4 separate regions of the Mus musculus genome follow, and all the other regions are linked to region 1. Evidence: chromatin contacts called from public ChIA-PET and HiChIP or PLAC-seq data. All regions are on one chromosome and are shown on one strand. The core of a region is the stretch at or near the end of the contact, and the rest is flanking DNA. Distances in the headings are between cores, read along the strand shown. Region 1 overlaps Inpp4b (inositol polyphosphate-4-phosphatase, type II). Region 2 overlaps Inpp4b (inositol polyphosphate-4-phosphatase, type II). Region 3 overlaps Inpp4b (inositol polyphosphate-4-phosphatase, type II). Region 4 overlaps Inpp4b (inositol polyphosphate-4-phosphatase, type II).

Region 1 (2,700 bases), core at 179-2,678:
CATGGATAGGATCTGTAGGACCAACTGTATAAAGTATTAGCTTACTCATTTCCTCCTAAATTTTATGACATTTGGTGGTGTGTGTGTGTGTGTGTGTGTGTGTGTGTGTGTGTGTGTTTGTGTTTGTGTGTGTACATATGGATATTTCTGTGTGTTTGGGCACATGGAGATCAGAGGAGAATTTGCAGATTCTGTTCTCTCAATTCTGTGGTTTTCAGGGATCAATCTCAGGCTTAGTTGAGATCAAGTACCTTTACACACTGAGCTTTCTAACTGGCCCAACGATATCTAAAATGTGGTAATGTTTTCTAATAAAGATTAGAACTCAAGTCATTGATCATGTGAAATATAAACCTACAAGCTACTGATCAACATTATTTTATTTAAGCCCTGATTTCCTTTCCATCAATAAGTGGAAGTGTCAAATGAAGTGGCCAGCAGAAGTTTGATGTCATGATTCTTCTGATTATCACTCCAGGTGTGGATTTTGTTCTGTGGTTGAAAACCAACAGATGCATCTTCTGTATGCTAAATATTTCAATACTTATTTTGATGTTCTTATTTCAAATAAGAGCTGCCCTACCTAAAATTAGGCAAAGCTTGCATAGTCATCATTGAAGGCACATGTTGACTTCTAGCTGGCCCCAGATACACTTACTGAACAGTATTTATTTCTTCCATTATCTGGGTAGTACCGTGTTTTGTGATAGTTAACTTTGAAAGTTTAGTCACTTAAGCTCTTTACTCAAGAATCTAATTTGGTGTGTAAAGGGAACATGCAGGTGAAGAAGGAATCTGCTTAATGAAATCCTTCAGAAACCTAGTGACACACACACACACACACTCTGCATATCACCTGAAGAGTACTTAGTCACCCGTGCATCCAGTAGAGAGATGAAGGGTGAGACAGACTGGGCATTTACTGGCCAATGTTGGGTATTTCCAATAGTTCAGTTGAGAGGCAAGAAATACGAGGCTGAGAATATGTATTATAATTCTAAAAGAGGGACAGGATCTCTGAAAAGTAGCTGTCTATCTCTCATCACAATGCATTTATGATACTCAACTGGTCCATGGCAGGCACCAGGCATATGCCTGGACCAGAGCTGGATATCTCCATAAGGAAGTACACAAAGGGCTTTCATAAAACTGTATGTGAGATACATAAAAACTAAAGACAATCAGGAAAGTATGATAACTACAAGCAGTTAACACAGCTTGGACAACATAAATCAGTGATCCAAAAGGAAAGATCCTCTTCCCAAGAATATTATTTCCATTATCATATAAATAAAAATAAACTGCTTCACACAAGTTCATCTGAGATGTTAAGCAGCTGCCCATTTCTAGTCCTCATTGGTTCTCTGCATGGAATCAGCCTTGTTTTGTGGTTTCTCACATCCTCTCTGTGAACACTGCATCATCTTTGACCTGCTGACATTTCACCAGCTCACTGGAAGTCTTTTATACATCACAGAGAAACCGCTTCCCTTGTATCCTTTTAGAATTAAATTATTTATGATATGGTGGCTTGTGATACTGTGCTTTGTTAATATATCTATTAACTTTTAACTTTTTGATACCATGTCTTTATATAAGGAAATCATTGCCATTTATTTAGGGAGTAAGGGAACATGTAAAGAGAATTTATAAAATAAGGTATATGTTTTTGAAAAACACTGCACACCATTATTATGTGAACAATGAAGATTCAGTAAAATCAGCATGAGTGTGATACTTTTCTGGAAATCTCCCAACTTCATCAAACTTAGAGAAGAAGGCACCTCTGAGCTAAAAACTGTTAAGTCACATTTCAGTCAAAAATACAACTAGGTCATCCCCCTGAACATAAGCCAACAGGCACATGATTAGCACTGGGAAGTTAAGGAAGGTGGACATCCACTTCCTCCAAACATTTAAAGCTGGCTCAGGAGAGGTCATGGGCTTTATCTCATGTGCTCTAGTGCATAGAAGACACTAGAACAAAAAGCTCTCTGAGACACAAAGCAGCAATCCTTCTGATGGCATTAGTCTCTGCATCCTTTTCATGGTGAGAAAAATAAGAGAGATAGTTAAACATTAGAAAAAAAATAATAAGACAATACATGGATGTTAATAAAGAAGTAATTTTAAATTAAAATATTTAAGAGCCTGTGTAGGAATTATGATGACTGTATGAAATATGCTGAAAAAATTACACATTAAAACCAAACTACAATCATGACTAATAGAGGGAAACAAAAATATCATTATATCAGGAAAAGCACATAGGCTTTGCTTAAAGTTCAACCAGCCTTATCAACTATGAGATAATACTGTATAAACATGAAATTTTAGCACTTCAAACTGGACAAATTTCCTGGACAATGGTTAAATGTCATCAATCTAATCTCATGAACTGGCTCATGTTAACACCTTGACTCCAATCTATTGAAAGTTGAGCAGAGTACCATTTTTACAATATTTTTATTTTATTTTTTTTAAGTCTTTTTTTTCCATTTTTATTAGGTATTTAGCTCATTTACATTTCCAATGCTATACCAAAAGTCCCCCATACCCACCCACCCCAACTCCCCTACCCACCCACTCCCCCTATTTGGCCCTGGCGTTCCCCTGTACTGGGGCATATGAAGTTTGCATGTCCAATGGGCCTCTCTTTCCAGTGATGGCCAACTAGGCCATCTTTTGATACATATGCAG
Region 2 (2,700 bases), core at 185-2,684, 140 kb after region 1:
ACTCTTGGGCACCACAGATGTCGCTGGATGCAGCAGAAGTGCTGAGAACAGAGTGGTGGCCCGCAGGTTGGATATAGCCAAGGTGAAGGGAAAAGGGCAGGAGGAGGGCTCTGGCTGGGTCCTGTGGGGAGGAGAGAGTCCTTGGCTTGGCTCAGCAGTGATGGTGACCATCGCTGGGAATGCAGAGAGGCCTCCTGAGGGAGATTAGACATTGCTCTTTAGAGAAAAACCTGCTCCATTGTTTCCCACAGTGGATCCAAATAAGAGACAGTCCATGGTTTTAAAGCACTTATTGTCATGGTAGATAATTCTGATAAGTGGAACTGTACCCCATTTTTCTCAGGGCAAGCCTGAGGTAAAATATTTTTTGCAGGGAGGAGTGTCGGGGAAGGGGAGCTTAATTGACTAAGCCCTTCAGACCTTTAGGTGCCTCATTAAAATGGGGTCTGTCTTGAGGCTACATGATCTGTGGTCACATCCTCTACCTGTGGAGGGCTTGAGGCATTCCCTTACATGACTGATGTCCACAGACCCATGAAGTGGAGAGCTGTGGCCTCCTGTCTGGAACCTGTGTCTAGGAGTGTGACAAAACACCTACTGTCCCTTGCAGGCTACGGTCACCTTCTGGGGCACTGGGGTTTTAAACCTAGCTCAACCAGAAACCAGGCTGCCTCTCACAGTCCCACAATTTTTCTCTAACATCGAATATAAATGTGAAATAAGGTAATGAGGGTGAAGTATGAATTTCTTTCCCCCTATATTAAGCCTACTCACCAATTTAACAGCAGACAAATAAACAATGTGGATCAACTAAGAAATTAGAAAACTGTATCAATTTCATTCAGTCCCATTATAGCTTGTGGTAAAGCCAACAATGATTACAACTATCCACCAACTGTACAGTCCTTGCACAGTAGATTCAGCACTGGACATGTATCAGCTACAACTAGTTTTACCTTGCAAGAGACAAGAGAACACTTTGGATGACATTGTCTGTAGGCATATATTTTCACAGCCTACTTCAATAAGGGTTCAACCTCCATTCTAGCCCACCATTTACCAGAAGTAGTGGGAAAAAAAGATTATTAGAATACATGGGAAGTGGACATGTTTAGAAATAGTCCTTTGGGGTGATTGCAATCTTCGTTGTTCTCAGTCCAGTCCACTAACAAACACCAAACACAAATCAGCAGGAGTCATTCAATCCAGAAGAAACTGTGAGACTTGTCAACTGGCCCAAGTCCACAGAATTGACAAAAAGGAGCAGTACCTTCACGAGGAGAAGTTCTACTGTGAGTTTCTCTCCACAGTCACCACAAGCTAAGCTCATCAATGCCATGTAAGGCAAACCAATTTATGTGCATCATTAGTGAAGTCTAGTGATGCAGAGCAAGGCAAGCCAACACTCCAGCTCCCACTGTCTGAGGGGCCACATTTACATTCTTTCTAAACATCACGTGTACTTTCTCATTTCTGCTATAGCAAAACATCCTTTCACCTGTGCCTGCTTCATTAAAATATTCTTTCACACGTTTGCTTTAGCAAAACATCCTTTCACTTATGTGCCCCAGCAAAACATCATTTAACGTAACTGACTTTCCAAAGAAACCAGAAGTTTCCATTTCAATTGTTTGTACTTCTACAATATTGACATATGTATGGGTCATAGCATTGATGTGGTCAAAGAACCATGCGTCACTCCAGTGCTACTCAGTGGAATTTAAAGTGCAACTTACTCCTCATTCCTAAGATCTGTCAAGCATCTCTCAACTTATTTCACACGGATAAATAGGAAGATCATCTCTACTAGGTTATGCAACTGTATGGATTGTATATGATAATGATACTCATAAAATATATAACTAACATACTATGTTTTCCATATCCACAACTCCATTCTAAGCACTATTGCATAGCATAACCCACTTGTATTTAAAAATGAAAAACTTCTATAAATCAGTACTATTATTTCCCTTCTGTCATAGGTAGGAAAGCATCAACATCCCACCTTTTCATATATATATCTGAGAGAGTGAGAGATTCATATATCTATATCATCTCTATCTATCTATCTATCTATCTATCTATCTATCTATCTATCTATCTATCTATCTATGTCTATATCTATATATCCTTCTTTTTATTCCTTTATGTGTTCTCCAGGTGAAATCCTGGAACTAGTGTATGCTGGAAAACAACTCATTGGGCTGTATCCACCTCTATTTTTCCAATTTTTAAATTGGGACACAAAATCTGGCTAAGTGTCCCAGACAAGCTTTGAACTCTCTTTATAGGTCAGGACTTAAACTTGTGATCTTCCTGCTTCTGCCTTCCAAGTGGCCAGAATTACAGGTCTAACAACATTATGTAATTAACAAAGGTCATATGTTAATTGATTGAAAACTAAGAACTGACGTTCAGTATACCCACCCCAGAGTCTATTACCTTAACACCAGCATTACCTTAATTAAGCAATTCAGCACAGTGTAGATCTCCATTTGTAGCTGTGGCTGTAACTGCAGTATTAATATTTTGTATGGACTTCCAATAAGCTGCATATTGTCCAGGGCTATAAATGTTAATGAAGTAAATAAAACTATTTTGCCAACACTTCATTTTTGTCACATTTTTCTTTTAACAACGCAATAAAGACATAAAGTGTTAATGTCCTTCCCATTCATCAAAAAATGAAACTTCCAC
Region 3 (2,700 bases), core at 187-2,686, 190 kb after region 1:
CACTGTAACGTATTTTATTAGTTTCAAACATAAAATATGATTCTTTAAAGAATTACTCAAACTCTATTCCAGGATTGTTTTAGAACAAGAAGCCATAGCATATTTGAAAGGTTTATGGTATGACTTAATTGCATTAATTCTCAAGATGTGTTACTTACTTCTTCAAAGGTAATCATAGAGGATATATCACAATACATTAGGATTCTAGGTTGCCACAAAGTCTCACTATTACTTTACACAAACATTTCTGAGTGAATTAATCCTATTCTACGTAAATGTATGTTCAGACAAACTAAGAAAGTATTTAAATATTAGTATTCATCTTCTCCATTCCTGATACTAAATTACACCCCAAACTCATGTAATTTTAAGTCAAATGAATTGTCTCTACCTTGTAAGATGGACAGATAGATAAGAGATAGATGGTAGATAGATGATGGATAGATGATAGATAGATAGATAGATAGATAGATAGATAGATAGATAGATAGATAGATAGATAGAGATAGGAAGAGATACTACTCTCTACAGCACCAAATTAATTGGCATTTACACATTTACTAAATCTTTTCTAGGATACATTACCTTCTATATCTCCATTCATGGCCCTTTGTATTTTTATTTAACAAGCAATGGCATTCTTAGAAACATTGTGCAGGGAAAAAAGATCTACTCAGCATCTAACAGAACCATGATGAGAAATCGGGGTCTGGTCCTTAAGTCCCTTTAGGGCACAATGGAACATTTTTTATTGATCCATGAATATATGAGATGACTGTGTTGCAAGGCACGGACACACTGGATTAGACCTTTGAGTCACAAGGTATCCCACAGGTAGAATCAGGATGACCTGGAGTGCCCTGACATGGCTGTAGCATGGGGAGAAAGATTTCAGATGGTCTTTTGATTCTTTTAGATTAGGAAAAATCATGTAAGGTAAGTAATTCTAGCTGATATTGTACAGAAAAGATCTGTGGGGATGGGTGAAGGGTTTTTAACTAATCTTGATACTCTTTTACTTCTTCTTGTGCCAGCCTCTTGGGTAGGTTTTATTAGTTGTCTCCCTGCTTCTCCATCAGTCCCCACAGGATACCTGACTGCCTGCAAAATTTTCTTCACTTAAAAAGACTATGTATGTTGGGGGCTCACTGTGCTCTTGATTTAGTGTCGATTTAACATGGAAACAATCTTGTAAGAAATCAGAGCTCTCCTGCAGAGAGCAGCTGGAGAAATGGCAGAAGGGCCAGAGAAGGAAAGGTAAGTGGTCACCTCCTCTCAACCTAGAGGGCCTCCCCTGGCTGCTTCATCTTCATTAGAGAAGCTAATTTAAACTCTTAAAACACATCCCAGCATCCCCTTTCCATTCTGGGCAGTGATGACAGTGAGCTCTTCACATAGCACAGCCAGGACTAAGAAATGAGCTCAGACACCCCAGCAACACACCAGCCACATTTCCCTCAAAGATATTTTTAGACAATACCGAGAAAGGGGTTTATAGAAAGTGACTTGTCTTTTGTCAGTCTGCCTATTCAAGTCCTGATAGATAATGATGCATTCTGTCCTGTATATGAGGCTCAGCTGACCTGCAGAACCGAACAGGGATAAGCACTTAAGAGGAATCATGTGCCCAGATTCATCACCAGACATCAAGGACAATGGGACCATCACCACCCTCTTCTTATCCTGATGTTATCAGCAGTTGCAATGTCACCACATTTCTATCAAAGCCTGGTGAAATAGCTCAGAGGGAAAAGTAACCTTTCTGTCACGGGGACTTCAATGTGTCTGTGATACCTTTGCAAAAGAGGAAGGGAAAGTGAATTCAGCAACGATTCCATTCCCATTTCCAAACATAGCACAGGTTCATGGCTAGGATATAGATTTCTCTAAAGAGGATGCTCAGATTAGCACTTCTAATAAAGTCAAGCTGTGATGTCTGTGTTTAAAATCAAGTAGAGGGAGATGAACTAACGGAGAAAATCACATGTACTAGAGTCTATGATGCATCCTGATTTGGGAGCAACAGGAGATTAAAATCTTAGTTGCTTGGTCATTCCTGATGAAGACAAGCTCAGTATGCCTTCATTTGACTGAAGAATCTGCTGGGTTCACTCTTCTCTGTGTTTCCCTGGGCTAGATCAGAAAGCCAGAGACTGAGGTGGCTATGTCTCTACTACAAAGTCTTGAAATTACTCACTGAATTAGACATGCCACTTTGCTCACATGACCTCTTACCAGTTGCTTCATATAAAACACAGAGGAAGAGTGAAACTGCCTGGGTCAGACAGTCCATAATCATATATGTTCTATACTCTTCTCCATCTCAAGGTCACTCTGAAATAGTGGATGAAGCAGAGGACCTGAGACTTACCCTCACTTCTCACTCAATATCTATGACAAATTACCCAGTGTTCTTGAAACAGAAGCACTGCCTCTTCATAACTGGAGGGAGAAAAACTTTTGGATCATGTGACATCATTTTTTTCTGGAATTACTATTCAGAAGCCAGCATGTGACCAGATAGATTGGAGTCTTATTTCTTCAACAATTACTTTTAATGTATTGTTAGGACCAAAACATACATTCTCACAGGACTTTGGACAGAAGAAGAACTTTGGACAATTGACGGTTGTTGACAATGGCAGAATCAGTAAGCCCCAAGAAGTCAGCCTAAATACCTATGAGCAAAAGTAAATGATT
Region 4 (2,700 bases), core at 64-2,563, 200 kb after region 1:
ATGCTTGGCCCATGCGAAGTGATACTATTAGGAGGTATGGTCTTCTTGGAGTAGATGGGACCCTGTTGGGGGAAGTACATCACTGAGTTTTTGAGGTGAGTTTTGAGGTTCTATGCTTCAGTTCCATTCAGTATGGAAGAGAGCCTCCTCCTAGCTACCTGCAGAAGAGAATCTCCTTCTGCCTGCCTTCAGATCAAGATGTAGAACTCTCGGCTCCTCTAGCACCATGTCTGCCTGAAAGCTGCCATGCTTTCTGCTATAATAATGGACTGTACCTCTAAAACTGTAAGCCAGTCCCAATTAAATGTCCTTATAAGAGTTGCTTTGGTCATAGTGTCTCTTCAGAGCAATGAAACCTTAACTAAGACAGAAGTGTTGTTTAGAACAGGTTTCCTAACTCCTTCTAGGACTGACCCCTCATCTACACACAAAAAAGATATCAGACCACGCTTAAAGTGGAGCGTGTGGGAGAACAGTACGTGGCCTGCACACTGTCTCCTACTCTATGTGTGAACCTATTTCTATAATTTAGCTAACAAACTTTGAAATATTTCTGATGTCCTATATTGTCAGAAGTGACTGCAAAAAAAATAACCCTCATAAAGTGACACAGTCACTTTAAACCCAAGAAAAAATTTAATAATCCTATCTGAAGCATTAATCTTTGCTAACAGAGACACTTTCTCATAAGTGATAATTCTGTGTTCAAAATTCCATCACAGTGAATAAAAAGTTTCTTCTTTTTAAAAAGATGAGTTAATATCATAGAACAAAGGTAATGAATTTTTCACTCAGTTACATTAAATGGTTGGACATCGATTCTATATCAGCCAGATTTCCTGTTAAGAGGTCAGTATGTAGCAAAGGTGAAAAGATTTTTCTTAAACATATTATTAAGACTAAGGTAAGAGCTTCAGGAAGACAAAAGTAAAATGTACCCCCCCTGTTTTCACAATGAGTCCAGTGAGTGCCATTAAATAATTGAGCATGGGTGGGGTCTGATGCTTACGGTTTATAGTTTATGTGTGTGTGTGTGTGTGTGTGTGTGTGTGTGTGTGTGTGTGTGTGTGTGTGTATGCATATATATATAATTTCTTATGGAATGGTTCAGTTTTATGCAGCCTATCTCATCCCCAGTAGAATGGAAGAAAGTGTACCACTGTTCTTTATATCCATTAGAGGTAATGAGTACTGAAACAGAAAGGGACTTTCTGCTTAGAGATCAAAAAGCTGTTGTTCCAAACCACACAGCTTTAGAGAACACTGGAAACACTCTGGTAGTGAAGAGTTGGCTAGACATGACAGGGACCACGCAGTCTCTGTTTGTTCTGGTAGCACTCATTGTGCCAAAATTTGAGCATAACCATCAGTGTCTGTAGCACTGCCATGTGGAAAACACACATATGCAAACCCTGGCACTCAGTAGTCAGTTGCCATGACTGATCTTGAGAGAAAAAGAGAGTAATACCCCCAAAACCAATGAAGATATCTCAGTAAGAGTGGGTAACACAGGAAGCTCTGTCTATCACAAAGAGGACTCAAGGTGTCACCCGCAATACAGGATGAGTCAAACAGCAAGATAAAGAAGCAAGAAGAGACAAAGCATAGAAACTTGTTGCACAGTAGACACTCTTTTTTAAAAAATAAATCATTTAATCCTTTTTTACAGTCTAGCTGTCATCCCCTTCCCTGTCTACTCTCTGACTGTTCTCTATCCCATTCCATCTTCACAAGGATGCCCTCAATCCCCAGCTCCCCACACCACTATACTTTCCCACTCCCTGGGGCCTCCAGCCTCTTGAGGGTTAGGTGCATCTTCTCTGACTGAGTGGAAACCTGTAAGTCCTCTGCTGTGTATGTGTCAGGGGCCTCATATCAGCAGGTATATGCTGCCAGGTAGGTGGCCCAGTGTCTGAGAGATCTCAAGGGTTCAGGTTAGCTGAGACTGCTGGTCCTTCTACAGGATCACCCTCCTCCTCAGCTTTTTCCAACTTTTCCCTAATTCAACCACAGGGGTCAGTAGCTTCTGCCTGCTGGTTGGGTGCAAATATCTGCATCTGACTCTTTCAACTTCTTATTTGGTCTTTCAGAGGGTGGTCACAATAGGCCACTTTTTGTGAGTTCTCCATAGCCTCAATAATAGTGTCAGGCCTTGGAACCTCTCCTTGAGCTGGATCTCAATTTGGGCCTGTTGCTGGATCTCCTTTACCTCAGGCTCTTCTTCATTTTTGTCCCTGCAGTTCTTTCAGGCAGGAAAAAATATGGGTCAGAGTTTTTGACTGTGGGATGGCAACCTCTGCTGCAGGTGGGCTCTATGAGTTCCCTCTCTGCACTGTAGGGCATTCACTTTAATGTCCCTCCCTTTGAGTCCTGAAAGTCTTCTACCTCCCAGGTCTCTGGTACATTCTCCATCTCCACTCTCCTGAGGTTATCTGTTTCCATTCTTTCTGCTGGCCCTCAGAGCTTCATACCTTAAAAATGTTAACAAGACAAAGAGCGCAAGTGAGGATGCCTCAATCCCACTTGGGAGGAAGAAGAAAGCAATCGCAGAAGGGAAAGGGAGGGACCTGAGTAGGAAAGAGGACATGGAGGGGACGAGAGGAACATGATCAGATATTGGGTGGGTGGTAGCAGACACTCTTGAAATTGAAAGTTACATCATGGATAACTGGAGCTGGAGTTTGGAGTTCTATTGATAGA

Evidence for each region. ChIA-PET counts read pairs in DNA pulled down with a chosen protein or histone mark. HiChIP or PLAC-seq counts read pairs in DNA pulled down with a chosen protein or histone mark.
Region 2: a contact with region 1 is called in a Foxp3 HiChIP or PLAC-seq map of regulatory T cells, with 5 times the contacts expected there. The contact joins two enhancer-like sites. A contact is called at or near these places in 1 of 484 Hi-C or Micro-C datasets (CD4 T cells), 3 of 115 datasets of contacts at active chromatin or transcription factors (CD8 T cells, memory CD8 T cells and regulatory T cells) and 2 of 9 other capture datasets (adipose tissue and pancreatic islet).
Region 3: a BATF HiChIP or PLAC-seq map of CD8 T cells shows a contact between it and region 1, with 11 read pairs. The contact joins two enhancer-like sites. A contact is called at or near these places in 2 of 484 Hi-C or Micro-C datasets (nephron progenitors and regulatory T cells), 2 of 115 datasets of contacts at active chromatin or transcription factors (CD8 T cells and memory CD8 T cells) and 1 of 9 other capture datasets (adipose tissue).
Region 4: a contact with region 1 is called in an RNA polymerase II ChIA-PET map of memory CD8 T cells, with 1,797 read pairs. The contact joins two enhancer-like sites. A contact is called at or near these places in 1 of 15 datasets of contacts at CTCF or cohesin (CD8 T cells), 13 of 484 Hi-C or Micro-C datasets (CD4 T cells, CD8 T cells, CD8 central memory T cells and 4 more), 5 of 115 datasets of contacts at active chromatin or transcription factors (CD8 T cells, effector CD8 T cells, memory CD8 T cells and 2 more) and 3 of 9 other capture datasets (adipose tissue, embryonic stem cells and liver).

What each region holds. Positions count from the first base shown.
Region 1 is chr8:81,700,944-81,703,643 of GRCm38.p6, reverse strand. All of the region lies in intron 2 of Inpp4b (inositol polyphosphate-4-phosphatase, type II), which reads right to left. Among named protein-coding and RNA genes, the nearest start is that of Gm51582, 360 kb to the right of the region's middle. Within about 2 kb of position 1,428, at least 26 of the 459 cell types and tissues checked have an H3K27ac peak or open chromatin away from gene starts, as enhancers often do. A contact at or near this core is called in CD8 T cells, Th1 cells, memory CD8 T cells and 1 more, where this site is marked.
Region 2 is chr8:81,557,600-81,560,299 of GRCm38.p6, reverse strand. The region is part of intron 2 of Inpp4b (inositol polyphosphate-4-phosphatase, type II); the gene reads right to left. Among named protein-coding and RNA genes, the nearest start is that of Gm51582, 220 kb to the right of the region's middle. Within about 2 kb of position 1,434, at least 18 of the 459 cell types and tissues checked have an H3K27ac peak or open chromatin away from gene starts, as enhancers often do. A contact at or near this core is called in CD8 T cells, memory CD8 T cells and regulatory T cells, where this site is marked.
Region 3 is chr8:81,514,112-81,516,811 of GRCm38.p6, reverse strand. The region is part of intron 2 of Inpp4b (inositol polyphosphate-4-phosphatase, type II); the gene reads right to left. Among named protein-coding and RNA genes, the nearest start is that of Gm51582, 170 kb to the right of the region's middle. Within about 2 kb of position 1,436, at least 12 of the 459 cell types and tissues checked have an H3K27ac peak or open chromatin away from gene starts, as enhancers often do. A contact at or near this core is called in CD8 T cells, memory CD8 T cells and regulatory T cells, where this site is marked.
Region 4 is chr8:81,496,549-81,499,248 of GRCm38.p6, reverse strand. The region is part of intron 2 of Inpp4b (inositol polyphosphate-4-phosphatase, type II); the gene reads right to left. Among named protein-coding and RNA genes, the nearest start is that of Gm51582, 160 kb to the right of the region's middle. Within about 2 kb of position 1,313, at least 25 of the 459 cell types and tissues checked have an H3K27ac peak or open chromatin away from gene starts, as enhancers often do. A contact at or near this core is called in CD8 T cells, Th1 cells, memory CD8 T cells and 1 more, where this site is marked.